Linked DNA regions of Triticum aestivum: region 2 is linked to region 1. A link is a contact called in public Hi-C data. All regions are on one chromosome and are shown on one strand. Each heading gives the region's core, a stretch centred on a gene start, on an enhancer-like site or on the middle of the called end of the contact. The rest is flanking DNA. Distances are from core to core; before and after follow the strand shown. Region 1 has its middle 50 kb from the start of LOC123074716. Region 2 holds the start of LOC123079097 (anthocyanidin 5,3-O-glucosyltransferase).

The links. Hi-C and Micro-C count contacts between places; a contact is called where the count stands out from the background.
Region 2: a Hi-C map of leaf shows a contact between it and region 1, with 4 times the contacts expected there. The contact joins the promoter of LOC123079097 here to the enhancer-like site in region 1. A contact is called at or near these places in 2 of 5 Hi-C or Micro-C datasets (both in leaf).

Annotation. Positions count from the first base shown.
Region 1 is chr3D:388,979,799-388,982,498 of IWGSC CS RefSeq v2.1, forward strand. It overlaps the pseudogene LOC123074717. Among protein-coding and RNA genes, the nearest start is that of LOC123074716, 50 kb to the left of the region's middle. Within about 2 kb of position 1,448, at least 1 of the 8 cell types and tissues checked has an H3K27ac peak or open chromatin away from gene starts, as enhancers often do. A contact at or near this core is called in leaf, where this site is marked.
Region 2 is chr3D:389,533,255-389,535,954 of IWGSC CS RefSeq v2.1, forward strand. It overlaps LOC123079097 (anthocyanidin 5,3-O-glucosyltransferase), which reads right to left and starts at 1,376. Exons shown (of 1, transcript XM_044501770.1): 1 at 1-1,376. The coding sequence starts at 1,217.

The sequences.
Region 1 (2,700 bases), core at 198-2,697:
GTATTTCCTATTATATATACCTCATTGTCTTTTCCGCTGTAGCACACACACACTTTTTTCCCCTGAGGACGCGCGTGCTAGCAAATTAAGCTGGCAGCAGTATTTGTTTTTGTCGCGAAAAACAGTAGTATTTGCTCCTAATAAGATGCACATGGTTTTATATTTAGACAAACAGACAAAGAAAATGGATTTATATTTTTGTATAACCTGTCATTTTGTTGGACTAATAACTTTAGCTTGTCACATTTTACCTTGTCCTTATGCATGAAAAATATTTACTTAGATGTCAGAAACTAAAAACAAATGATTACTTATGGAAAATAGAAGTTCTTCTAAATTTGTTGTAGGTAAGATAAATTTTATTGTTTAAGTGAAGGCACACTTTGGACAATTTCTTCGCATTTCATATCTATTTTCATTTGTGTCAGTGAACTGATTTTAGTAGATTTTCAAGCGCTAGTTTTCTATTCTAAATATGCAAAAACATAATAAATTAATCTCATGTTTGATAGATTACCGTGCCAAGTTTACACCGCAAAAAACACACATGCTGTTTTCCGGATGTGCTATATATATGTACCATTCAGTGTTATGTGTTAAAGTTATTTTTTTGCGGAACTATGTGTTTAAGTTTTCAAGCCTGAAAGCACATGTTGATTTCGGAATGTGCTTACATATATCATTAGAAGTAATCCATATATTTCTTCCATTTGTCATGGTTGTGAAATTCCAAAGTAAAAAAATCGGATCCTTGTGGATTTGATGATTTACGTGGTCGAATAATAAAATTAATGTTTCTTTCATTATTAGCTTCTGGTTATCAGTGAGCGAACGAACTTGAAATGGCCTCATTAAGGATTTTTAAGAAGAAAATGCATGCAGGCGCACTAGTGCTCATAAGAAGGGAATAATCTATTTATTAATATCGATAGCCCTGGTTGAGTTGGCTAGCACGAGCGAGCGAGCGAACATGCATTCTGCCTGGTCGTGTGTTCGACTCGCTAGGCAATAGCAATTTTTACTTGTATTTTCTCCTCGCGCTCACTGACAGGCAGGTCCCACACAGGTGGAGAGAGAGAGAGTTGACCTGTTCTCCAGCAGCGCGTTATGCAATACGTATGCGATGTGTAGAGCCAGGACCGTCGTTTCATGTATCAGGACCGTATTGATCACGTATTTCCATGTACCGGGACTGTATTGAAGCACTTCTCAACCTCGAGGACCATGTTGGACCTTGCCGCCGACTTCAAGAACGATACGTGCAATTATCTCACTACTACTCTGATAAGTTGTTCGGAAAAATCTAGAAGAAAACAACAATCTTATGAGTCGAAAGTCAAAATGAAAGCGCTGTGTGGTTTCGATACTGATTTCTGAGGTTCTTCCGTGATACCTCGGGACTAGCAAAGAGGTCTGAGACGACGAATCCAAGCGAAACAACACTGCTCCCCTGTCTCGCTTTCAGTTGCCGTCTACATCGACTTTTCTCCAGACTTCTCTGAACGGCACTTCTCCAAGTCCATCAAGAACTCGTGAAACGCCACGTCGGACGACCCGCCGTCTTTCACGGCGGCCGCCGCCATCTCCTTGGCCGCCGCGAGCCTCTCCCTCAGCTTGCTCCCTTCCTCCGACGCCATCACCAGCCTCACCTTCGCCGCCACCTCCTCTGCCTTCACCTGTCCCTCCTCGTAGCCCTCCACCGCCACCCCGACCTTCATCTCCTCCACCACGTGCACCTTGTTCATCCTCTGTTCCGCGTACAGCGGCCAGCAGATCATCGGCACGCCGGACACGATGCCCTCGAGCACCGAGTTCCACCCACAGTGCGTCACGAACGCGCCGACGGCTCCGTGACGGAATACCTCCGCCTGTGGCGCCCAGTTCTTCACCACGAAGCCCCTGCCAGCGGTCTTCTCCAAGAAACCCTCCGGGAGCGACGCCTGTAAGTCCGGTTCGATCGACTCGTCCTTCTGCTCGGGAGGGCCGCGCACCACCCATAAGAACCTGTGCCCGGAGTCCTGTAACCCGCGAGCCACCTCTGCTAGCTACGCCGCCGAGAAGGTGCCCAGGCTGCCGAAGCAGAGGAATACCACGCCCCGCTCCGGCTGCGCGTCAAGCCACTCGAGGCACGCGTGTCTCCCACCGGCGCTCCCTCCCGTTTGTCCAGGAAGGACTAGCGGGCCGATGCAGTAGACTGGCGGCGTTGGGCGACCAGGCGTGCAGAGGCCGTACCTGAGTGCTTCCAGCGCCCTCGCCTCCAACCAGTCGAAACTGTTCGCCAGAAAGCCTCTTGCTTCCGGCATCCGCGTGTAGTGGCGCAACCGTTCCTTGGCGATATCGCTCTCCCGGTCCAGCATGGTGGTCGACATGTCCAGCGCGCGGATCGGCGGCACGCCGGGGAAGTGGAGCACCGTCTTGCCCATGTCCTTGAACGAGCACGGGGCGGCGGGGTAGTAGTACGGCAGGTGGAGCATGATGGCGAGGTCGCCGACCGCGGACGCGAAGAAGAAGTACGCGGGGATGTCGAGCTCGGCGGCGACGTCGAGCGCGTCCACGCAGAACATGTCCACCACGAGGGCGTCCACGGCGGGGAGAGTGCGGAGGAACTCCCGCAGCGAGGGGTTGGCGGCGCGGAGCACGTCGATGGTGCGCAGGACCGGGTGGGAGTAATGGCCCTTGCCGCAAGACGGCACGGGGAGG
Region 2 (2,700 bases), core at 126-2,625, 550 kb after region 1:
TTTTCATTGTAGCCTCTCATCTCCACCCCGAGCTTCATTCCCTCCACTATGTGCACCTTGTTCACCTTCTGCTCCGCGTACAGCGGCCAGCACAGCAGCGGCAACCCTGCCGTGATGCCCTCCAGCGTCGAGTTCCAGCCGCAGTGCGTCATGAATGCGCCGGTCGCCCTGTGACGCAGAACCTCCACCTGCGGCGCCCAAGACTTGACCACGAGCCCTCTGTCCTTGGTCCTCTCCAAGAACCCTTCCGGCATGAGCGCGTCGAGGTCAGGCTCCGGCAGCGGATCGCCGTGCTTCTCGTCGGGACTGCGCGGGCTCCGCACAACCCACAGGAACCTCTCCCCTGACTTCTCCAGACCAACTGCAATTTCCTCGAGCTGCTTACTGGTGAATGTGCCCAGGCTGCCGAAGGAGAGGAACACCACGCTCTGGTCCGGCTGCGCGTCCAGCCAGCGGAGGCACTCGTGCTCCTTGTCTCCGCCTCCGGAGACCAACGGCCCGATGCAGTAGACCGGCGGCGTCGCACGACCAGGAACGCAAAGTCCGTCGTTGAGAGCGCTCAGTGCGGGCTTTTCCAGCGAGTCGAAGGAATTGATAAGAATTCCTTTCGCCTCTGCCATTCGCTCAAACATGCGTAAGACGTACACGAGTGCTTCATCGTCGCCGATAACTTCGGAGGGCAGCTCCGAAGCCTTGAAAGGAGGAACGCCCGGGAAGGTGATGATGGAGTCGCCGAGCTCTTTTATCTTGGCCGTATTGCTGGCGAACTTGCTCGGCAGGTTGAGGAAGATGGCAAGGTCGCTGGCAGCGGAGGCGAATGAGTAGAAGACCGGCAGCTTGAGCTCGGCTGCCACGTCCTGGGCGTCGACGCAGAACATGTCGAGGACGAGCGCGTGGACGGAGGGCAGCGAGCGGAGGAAGTCGCGGAGGAGCGCATTCATGGCGGCGAGCGATTGGATAACCTTCACGACGTGGTGCCTGGGCGCGCCGTCGGGGTTGGAATCTGCGGGCGGCGACGGCAGGACGCGGAAGGCGACGGAGGGGTTGGAGGCCCTCGCGCGGGCGACCGCGGCGGAGAAGTCAGTGGACTTGACCTGCGGCTCGACGAGCGCCATGGTGACGGCGAGGCCGTGCTTGAGGAACAGCTTGGCGACCTCCACCATCGGCACCAGGTGGCCGACGCCGAGGCCAGGGTACAGGACCACGGTCTTCTTCATCGCTTCGCTTCACTCTTCTAGTACGAAATGGTTTTGGGTTGGCTTGGTGTTGTGCCTGTGCTCTGCCGCCCTGCAAACAAACCCACCGGGGTCCGGGGATAATATAGCGTGGCCGGCTCGAATCCAGTCAAATTTGGACATAGGGGTGGTCTGGTTGAGCAGTGCATGGCCCGGTGAGACCGTGAGCTGACCTCAGCGACACATCTCGACAGAATTTAAGCTCTGTTAGGGTGCCTCAAGCCGCCGTCGTAAGAGACAGGTCCACACTGTCCTCATCTCATCCAGAGTGGCGCCTTTGGGAGTGGGAACGTCATCCGTGACGGTACTCTCCGTGGAGCCTTTTTCCCGCGAGTTTCCGCCATGCCGATCTGCTCTTCGTATGGACGCCGTCTTCTTCTAGAAGGCTTTGTTTGCTCGCTCTTCAGATCATTGCCACGAGCACAAAATACATTTCTCCTACTCAACCTGCCGATCGCCCAATGGCTGCCGTTACTGATACCGATACGTATGTGCAACCACGACCCTAACTGCTGCAGTGACGCAATGAACGAGTTCTTTTGGAGAAGAACCACATCCAGTGTTCAGCGAAAATACAAAGAACCTCAAATATAATAAAAATTGCATCGATATCCCTGTACCACTGAATGGTCAATGTCGTCGCTAGAACAAGACGGCGGTGCGTCGCTGTTGGCGTTTACCGGTGTCAGCCTGATCTTGTTGATGATATCTGAGATGTCTTCGTGAAAAGCACGTGAACCCTATCCCTCCCGCGCCGCCACCCGCGAGGCGGCCGGGGAGGGCGCCCCGATCTCCTCCGCTCGGCCCCCTCTCCCTCCCTACTCCCCCTCGCCACTGCTGGAGGGCGCGGCCGGGCGAAGCCTGGTCTGCGCAGGCGGCGGCGGGGCTTCCTTCGTCCCCTCACGCGGGTGGTCAGGCGCGGGCCAGATCCGCCGGGCCTGGGCGCCGGACTGGTTGGCGGGTGCGGCGGCACGGCGTGCTGCGGAGTGGTCGGCGACGAGCTCCTGGCGGCGGTGCGGCGGGCGTCATGGTGGTGGTTCTCGCCTCTTGGCGCGCGGGGCTGACTCCGGGGCGGCGGCGCGGGCATGGATTCATCATCTGTTCCTGTGGGCGCGGCCTCGGCCTCCCCTGCTCGGCCGGCGGGTCTCGGTGGGGGGGGGGGGGGGGGCTTCTCCCTGCTGAGATCTGGCTTGCGGGATCTTCCAGATCCCGGCAAGGATGGCGGCGTGCACGAGAGATGAAGGTCTTCGATCAGATCTGGGTGAAAACCTGCTATTGGCTATTGCCAAGGCCGGCGATGGCGACGCTGTCGGCGTCGTTCCCTTCCTGAAGGCATCGTCGTGGAGAAGTTCAAGGCCACTCTCTGCTACCTCCGGGGGAAACCCTAGATCAGTAGATCGGATGACGGCGGCTCTCTGGTGTCGTTTCCCCCGGGGGCGTCATTCTTGGAGGTGCACACGGGCTC